Regions from separate parts of the Mus musculus genome. Here region 1 is linked to region 2. Evidence: chromatin contacts called from public promoter capture Hi-C data. All regions are on one chromosome and are shown on one strand. The core of a region is the stretch at or near the end of the contact, and the rest is flanking DNA. Distances in the headings are between cores, read along the strand shown.

Region 1 (3,594 bases), core at 354-2,853, 200 kb before region 2:
TGGAGTGAATCCACTGAATGGTCAACAGTTTCAAAGAGAGAGATACTACTGGAAGCAAGCGGTTGAAAATGGTGGTGTGTTCTTGTCGACGGCTCAGCATGCAGGCAATAGAGAACGTTCCGATGCTACATTGTCACATGCTGTTTGAGCTCATTGAGAAGCTGGCTTCAGAAGCAGAATTGTCCCCACCTCATTTCAGACACATGCACACTTGTCTCAAAGTGTCCTCCAAGGCCACATGCCTGGGAATGGGCTGGTCCCTCTAACTCAGTGTTAGGGAGGAAAGAGAACGGCAAAACAGCCCCAGTAAAAACACTGTGTCTTTAAAAACATCAAGAAAAGCCAGGCTGGAGTTATGGCTTAGCTCAGTGGTCCTCAACCTGTGAGGTCGTGATCTCTTTGGGGATGAATGACCAAGGGCTTCATATCAGATATCCTGCATGTCAGATATTTACGTTTTGATTTATAACTAGCAAAATTACAGATATGAAGTAGCAGCAGAAACTGTTTCACACGAGGAACTGAATCAAAGGGTTGCAGCGTTAGGGAGGATGAGAACTGCTTTCCTGGATTGCTATTGCTGAGCACCCATGCAGGGCAGCTTACAACAGCCTGTAAGTGCAGCTGCAGGGGACCTGACACCCTCTTCTGGACGCCAAGGGCACCTGCTCTACACATGTACATACCACCTCCCAACACGAACATAATTTAAAATACTTTTGAAAGGCAAACACAGAGCGGTAGATCATTTCCAGCTATTGCTATTCTTTCTCCCATGCTATATAAGTACCCATGGGGGAGAGAAGCTAGATGCGCAGCCTTAGGCTGTTCCTCCAGGGTGAGAAAGCCCAATCCTGATCTCGAGCTGGCCATACCGAGTTTGCCACTGGTTTACTGCTGGATTCTGAGAATGCCTTAGTCAATGGCTTATGTCTTTGTTGTTTTATTTCACCTGGAAGCCTCACCCACTTGGCTGTGCCTAGGACTCTCAGGGTGGAAGGATGTCCAGCAGGCTGCCCTAATCAGGCCTCCTCAGTTTCTGGTGACTGTTTGCAAGCCCCTGGATTTGATGATTCTGCCTTTCTGCTCTTTCTTGTTCTGTGCTGTAGAGCCTTATCCGAAGGGATGCTCTGCTCTCTCTCAGTCTGTTGAGAACTCCGGCTGCTTGTCTCAGTGGGACTTCCCCTGCAGATAGCTGCTGGATGTTTTCATCCTCAAAAAGTATTTTTCTTTACCTCTCACTGGCCATTTCTCCTCCTCCTCCTCTTCCTCCTCCTCCTCCTCCTCCTCCTCCTCCTTCTTTTTGGCTACTATTCTTTTATTTTGACTTGCTATATACTATATATAAGCTCATTCAAAACTAAAACTATGGGTGTGGATGTTATAGATCATTCTCTGGTCTGGAGAGAACACAGATTTTTTTTTTTTAAGTCTGGAACACTATGTAAATAAACCAGGCCGACCTTGAACTCAGAGATCTATCTCCCGAGTGCTGGAATTAAAGGTACACACCACCACACCCACCAGTCTCTTGGCCAGGCTCATCCTGTTAGAAATGAGTTGCCACCCAACAGTGGGATGTGCCTGGTGAGTGAGCCGCACTTTATACCCAGCTTCACATACCACAGTCTGCTCACATCTGAGTCAATTTTGTTTCACAGCTGAGTAACATCGTAAGCAACTTGAGAATTAAACAAAAACAAAACAACAATAAACGTGGAGAAAATATAAAGCAATGCCCTTTCGAGAGTGGTTGCAATAGTACCCGGTCCAGGTTTACAGTTCTAGACTAGACAGGAGTGCAGACTAGAGCCGGAAGTGGAATTGAATTCCCTGTGTTCCTTTCTCATCTTAAGGACCCTGGACAGCCGGGCGTGGTGGCGCACACCTTTAATCCCAGCACCTGGGAGGCAGAGGCAAGCCGACTTCTGAGTTCGAGGCCAGCCTGGTCTACAGAGTGAGTTCCAGGACAGCCAGGGCTACACAGAGAAACCCTGTCTCGAAAAAAAACAAAAAACCAACCAAACAGACAAAAAAAAACAAAAACAAAAACAAAAACAAAAAAACAAAAAAATCTCTCAGTGATTACAACAACTCCCCAAGGGATGTCACAGAAATGATTTGGAATTTCTGTGGTCACTTTAAAAATTCATTTTAAATGTATTTATTTACGTGTGTGTGTGTGTGTGTGTGTGTGTGTGTGTGTGTGTTTGAGAGGATCTCTGGTGGTCCAGGCTGGCCTTGAACTCACAATGTGGCCAAGGACCACTTTGACTTTCTGATCCTCCTGTTTCTACCTCATCAGTGCTCAGCTCTAGACTGAGGTCCCCAAGCCCAGTATTGTGTGGTGGTGGGGATCAAACCCAGGGCTTTGTATGCGCCTGATGAGTAAGCTATCTCACCAGCCTACAGTAAAGTTTTGGGGAAAGTCACACATTTATTTGTAGTGTGTACATGCCATGACACATGTGGAGGTCAGGGAACAATTTTCTGGACTCAGTTCTCTCGTTCATGGATGTCCCAGGGATCAAACTCAGGTTGTCACCTTCAGTGATAAGCTCCTTTGCCGACTGAGCTAACTTACTGACCTCCTGCACTGAAGTTTTTACTTGGCCAAGTTAAAACTAATTTATCTGAATTTCTGAGCAAACAGAATTACAGAGGTAATAGTTGAATTTCCCAAAGAGGTCAGTTTCAAGTGACATGGCAATAAATTCCATTTGCATTTATTCTTACACACAGAGCAAGTAACTTGATGTAATCAGATAAAAACTAGTTGGTAGACTTTGTTATTATATTATTTTATTTTGTCTCCTCGTCCTGAAAGACCCCACCATAAGGCTTAGCAAGCTAGCTGCAGTAACGCCATTTTGCAAGGCATGAAAAAGTACCAGAGCTGGGTTCTCAAAAGTTACAAGGAAGTTCAGTTATAGATTAACAGTTAAAGATCAAGGCTGAATAGCACTGGGACAGGGGCCGAACAGGATATCGGTGGTCAAGCACCTGGGCCCCGGCTCAGGGCCAAGAACAGATGGTTCTCAGATAAAGCGGAACCAGCAACAGACACAGAAGCCCCGATAGACGTCAGTGTTAGCAGAACTAGCTTCACTGATTTAGAAAAATAGAGGTGCACAGTGCTCTGGTCACTCCTTGAACCTGTGTGTCTGCCAATGTTCTGACCAGATATGTGCCCATTGCTGAACCTTCATTAGACTCTTTCCTTGTACCCCTCCCCTACCCATTTCTAGAAAATAGACATTGTTTAGATCTAAAAAGTCCCACCTCAGTTTCCCCAAATGACCGGGAAGTACCCCAAACCTTATTCGAACTAACCAACCAGCTCGCTTCTCGCTTCTGTAACCGCGCTTTTTGCTCCCCAGCCCTAGCCCTATAAAAAGGGTAAAAACTCCACACTCGGCGCGCCAGTCCTCCGATAGACTGAGTCGCCCGGGTACCCGTGTTCCCAATAAAGCCTCTTGCTGTTTACATCCGAATCGTGGACTCGCTGATCCTTGGGAGGGTCTCCTCAGATTGATTGACTGCCCACCTGGGGGGTCTTTCATTCCCAGTCTTCAGGAAAAGTGATCAAATCAG
Region 2 (3,611 bases), core at 795-3,294:
TTCTTCTTCTTCTTCTCTGTAGTTTTCTCTTTTACTTTTTGAGACAAGGTTGGCCTTGGACTCACCAAATAACTGGGGAAGGCCCCGAGTGGCTGATTCTTCTGTGTTGGGGACTGGTTCTAATGCTTTGAATTAATTTGGTTCCCCGAAATTGGGAATCTGCGTTTCCAAGTGCTGAAGGTCCTTGTCCCCAATTGGCTTTTGATCGATCAATAAAGAGCCAATGGCCAATGGCTGGGTAGAGAGAAAAGCAGAACTTTTAGATTTGTTTGGGCTAGGAACTGGAAAAAAGGAAAGAGGGAGATAAAGATTGCTATGCCTTGGAGGGAGACAGATCGGATTTAGAGCTGCAGAAGAAAATTCATCGCAAAATGCAGGTGGAAAGGGAAAGCCGGCCTATGGGAGGGGCTGCCCAGAAGGAAATAGGGCAGCAAAGATAAAACATAGCTTTAGAAGGTGTTGAGCTAGGTAGGAGTACTGGAGGGAAATGTATACTAGCCAGGTGGACGATTAGAACTCTCCAGCCTTTGAGCTAGACAAGGCATATTAAAATTAACTGGCATGCAGGTGTGCGTGTGTGTGTGTGTGTGTGTGTGTGTGTGACTGTATGCTGTTTATTCAGTGCTGAGGATTGAATTCATGATGTCTTGTATTCTGGTCAAGTACTCTACCAACTAAGCTACATCCTTAACCCCTTGCTTCTAACACGTTTGAAAACATTCACCTTTCCATAGCTGTCTTCATGACTTGCTGCCAGCCGATGAAGCCTGATTTAGTCTATGTTTGTAGGAAACGTTCTTGACTTTTAATGACATAGTCCTTGTAGCCAAATCCACTAGATACTAGTCTGTCTTTATTCTTTTTGTAGTTTCTGATCTGCGTGTGGATAAGCTCCATCATTCTTCCAGTTAGTCTGCCTTTGAAATCGTCACACACACCTTCTGTGACAATGCAGTTTGCTTCCACTGCCTGTGACTGTGCCCTCAGCTGTCTGTCTGTCTCTGCCCTCAGCTGTCTGTATGTCTCTGCCCTCAGCTGTCTGTATGTCTCTGCCCTCAGCTGTCTGTATGTCTCTGGTTCTTCTGGAAAATGTTCACATTCCCTAAGGTAGTGCTAGGACCCCCTTTGCTTTTATTGTTGACATTCCTTCCATCTTAATTTCAACCTTTTTATTCATTCTCCTTTCCCACCTTCTACCATAGCCCATATCCTACCCTGTACTGTGCCCTCCTACAGATCTAAAAGCTGGGAACAAACTGAACAAGAAGTGCCTCTCCTCTTATCTCCTCTCTAGATTACGAAGAAGAGGTGTGCCTCCTCTCTTCAAGACCAGCCTTGTTCACGATCCTGTCCCTTCCTGCCTTTTGGAGAACACAAGCTTGCTTCTTAATGTTTTCCTTTGCCTGATTTTTTTCACTGTTTAGAATCTCCATCCACTGTTAGATGTTTCCAGTCTTTAAAGGGCCTGGCTTTAGGCAGTGTCCTCTCCAGCCAGCATGTATTTCCAGAAGGAAGGGTCTACAAACGTTCCAACCGTTTCCTTGTTTCTAAATCGTCCTCAGGACTGGTATCACGGCCAGGTGCAGTACATGCAATTGCCTCACAACTATGGGGCTAATACTTCCCAGCACAGCTGACTGCCCACCTGCCCTCACTTGGTTTTCCTTCCACCTGCCCTCTTCTCACTTGTGATTGGCACTTCCTTCTTTCCTTTCTACTCCCCAGATCTTATAGCTGTTCCCTCCATCCTTCTGCCCCTCCCCCCTTTCCCTTCTTTCTTTCTCCTTTCTCTTTGAGTTTTCCAATTGGCCGACACTGTTCACCTGCCAGGTATCTCCTAGGGACATGTCCACAGTCCTTGCTTTCAACTCTTCCTGATAGCTACCTAGGGGTGTGTATGTGAAGACAAGACAGTGAAAGTGGTTACCAGAGAGATCACCTTGAAGGTAGACCTATTTTCTGAAGGGGGGGCAGGTAATAAACTTGCAGTTATGATTCTTTATCCTTTATCAGTGACAAAGACACACCTTGTCCTTGATTACATTAGAGTTGTCACAACAATATGGTTGGGAAGGGCTGATAGATGAGGTCCCTGAGAGGCTGTTGAATTGTTCTGGATTGAATATTAATTGTCTGAGAGTTATTTCCTGGAGAGTTTGAGTCAAAAAACAAAAAAACAACTAACTTTAATACCCTAAATTCACTTACTTATCTATTATGTCACAAATAGGTAACAATTCTAAACCTGTAAATATTTTGGATTATGTTATGGAGTTAAGCAGTGAGAAAAAAAAATTTCTGAAGCTCGATAGTTTAAAAATATCCTAGAATCCTCTATTGTAAGGGACAGTCTTTGAGGGGAGAAGGCATTGCAAGTTTAGAGTTTTCAGGATGAGGTCGTTTCTAAAGGACATTTCTTGGGAGCAGAGATCACCCACAGTATCTGGAGTTGCTTGATCAATCTTGAAATTTAGGAAAGCATTAGAATTGTGTGAGAATTAGGGTAGCTTTAGTGCTGAGATATTACATCTGAAAGATACCTCATGGGGACTTTAAATGTAACTAAGTCTTATGACCCCCCAGTGAGTATAAAGCTGAATGAAGAGATCACCCTTTCTTCTATATAGAAGTGATGAGCAAGCACATTCTCTTCTTGAAATTTGTCTCTCTAATGATTAAAGCAAATGGTTAATCATGGTAAATTATTAAATTCGATTTAACCTTAACATTCGTAAGGCTAAAACCTAGGTTAAATTTTTACACAGTCCTGGCACATAGTCACTAAAATTATCACCCTGCCTGTCTCTTCCTATCTCTAGCAACTATTTTTAGCTCACTTCAGGAAAAGAATTTGAAAACTCTGTTCAGCAAATGTGAGTGGCTTTATCTCAGCAACTCAGATTTGAAGCTTTGTGGAGGGGCCGAGCTGCTCTGTAAACATCTCTCACAAGTGTTTTGTAGGTGACTGATATGTGACAATAAAGAGCTTGAAAGGGTTCACCTCGTCAAAGTAGGACATTTGTAAGAAACATGTACGCCACGCTTAAAAAACAAAAGAATTCATACCCACTAACCTCTAAACAACGCCTACTGTTGTTTGTCTAGCCTAATCGAGAGAGAAGTCAGTAAACCTTTTTCAGTAAGAGAAAATTAGTGAATATTTGTGGCTTTGGGACTGCTGAGGCTTCTGGGATCTTTGCACACAGCTTTGCTCTTGTGGAATAAAACTTGACATAGGGAAGAGGATCTGTGGCTGTGTTCCCATCAAAAGGAGTTTGCAAAGTTGGGTGGATTCTACCTGCAAGCTCTGGTTTACTGATTTTATATATATATACACAAAAACGCATATACACACACATATACACATACACACATACACAAACATACACATACATACACACATACATACATACACATACACACAAATACACATACACACACATACACACATACATACACATACATACACACATATACACATATACACACATATACACTTTACATACATGCATACACACACAGCAAGCTATAGTATTTTGGGGATAATTTGTTCTGACAACTAAGATACCTTTTCAATCAAATGTTGGGGTTATCTGGAAATCCTCTGTCTT

The links. Promoter capture Hi-C pulls out the DNA fragments that hold promoters and counts their contacts.
Region 1: a contact with region 2 is called in a promoter capture Hi-C map of liver, with 7 times the contacts expected there. The contact joins two enhancer-like sites. A contact is called at or near these places in 4 of 39 promoter capture datasets (the 3T3-L1 cell line, embryonic stem cells and liver), 4 of 484 Hi-C or Micro-C datasets (bone marrow-derived macrophages and liver), 4 of 115 datasets of contacts at active chromatin or transcription factors (embryonic stem cells and liver) and 1 of 9 other capture datasets (adipose tissue).

What each region holds. Positions count from the first base shown.
Region 1 is chr1:151,326,825-151,330,418 of GRCm38.p6, reverse strand. It overlaps the pseudogene Gm10138. Among named protein-coding and RNA genes, the nearest start is that of Ivns1abp, 16 kb to the left of the region's middle. Within about 2 kb of position 1,603, at least 18 of the 459 cell types and tissues checked have an H3K27ac peak or open chromatin away from gene starts, as enhancers often do. A contact at or near this core is called in liver, where this site is marked.
Region 2 is chr1:151,129,469-151,133,079 of GRCm38.p6, reverse strand. All of the region lies in intron 1 of Gm36139 (a long non-coding RNA gene), which reads left to right. Among named protein-coding and RNA genes, the nearest start is that of C730036E19Rik, 6.8 kb to the left of the region's middle. Within about 2 kb of position 2,044, at least 23 of the 459 cell types and tissues checked have an H3K27ac peak or open chromatin away from gene starts, as enhancers often do. A contact at or near this core is called in liver, where this site is marked.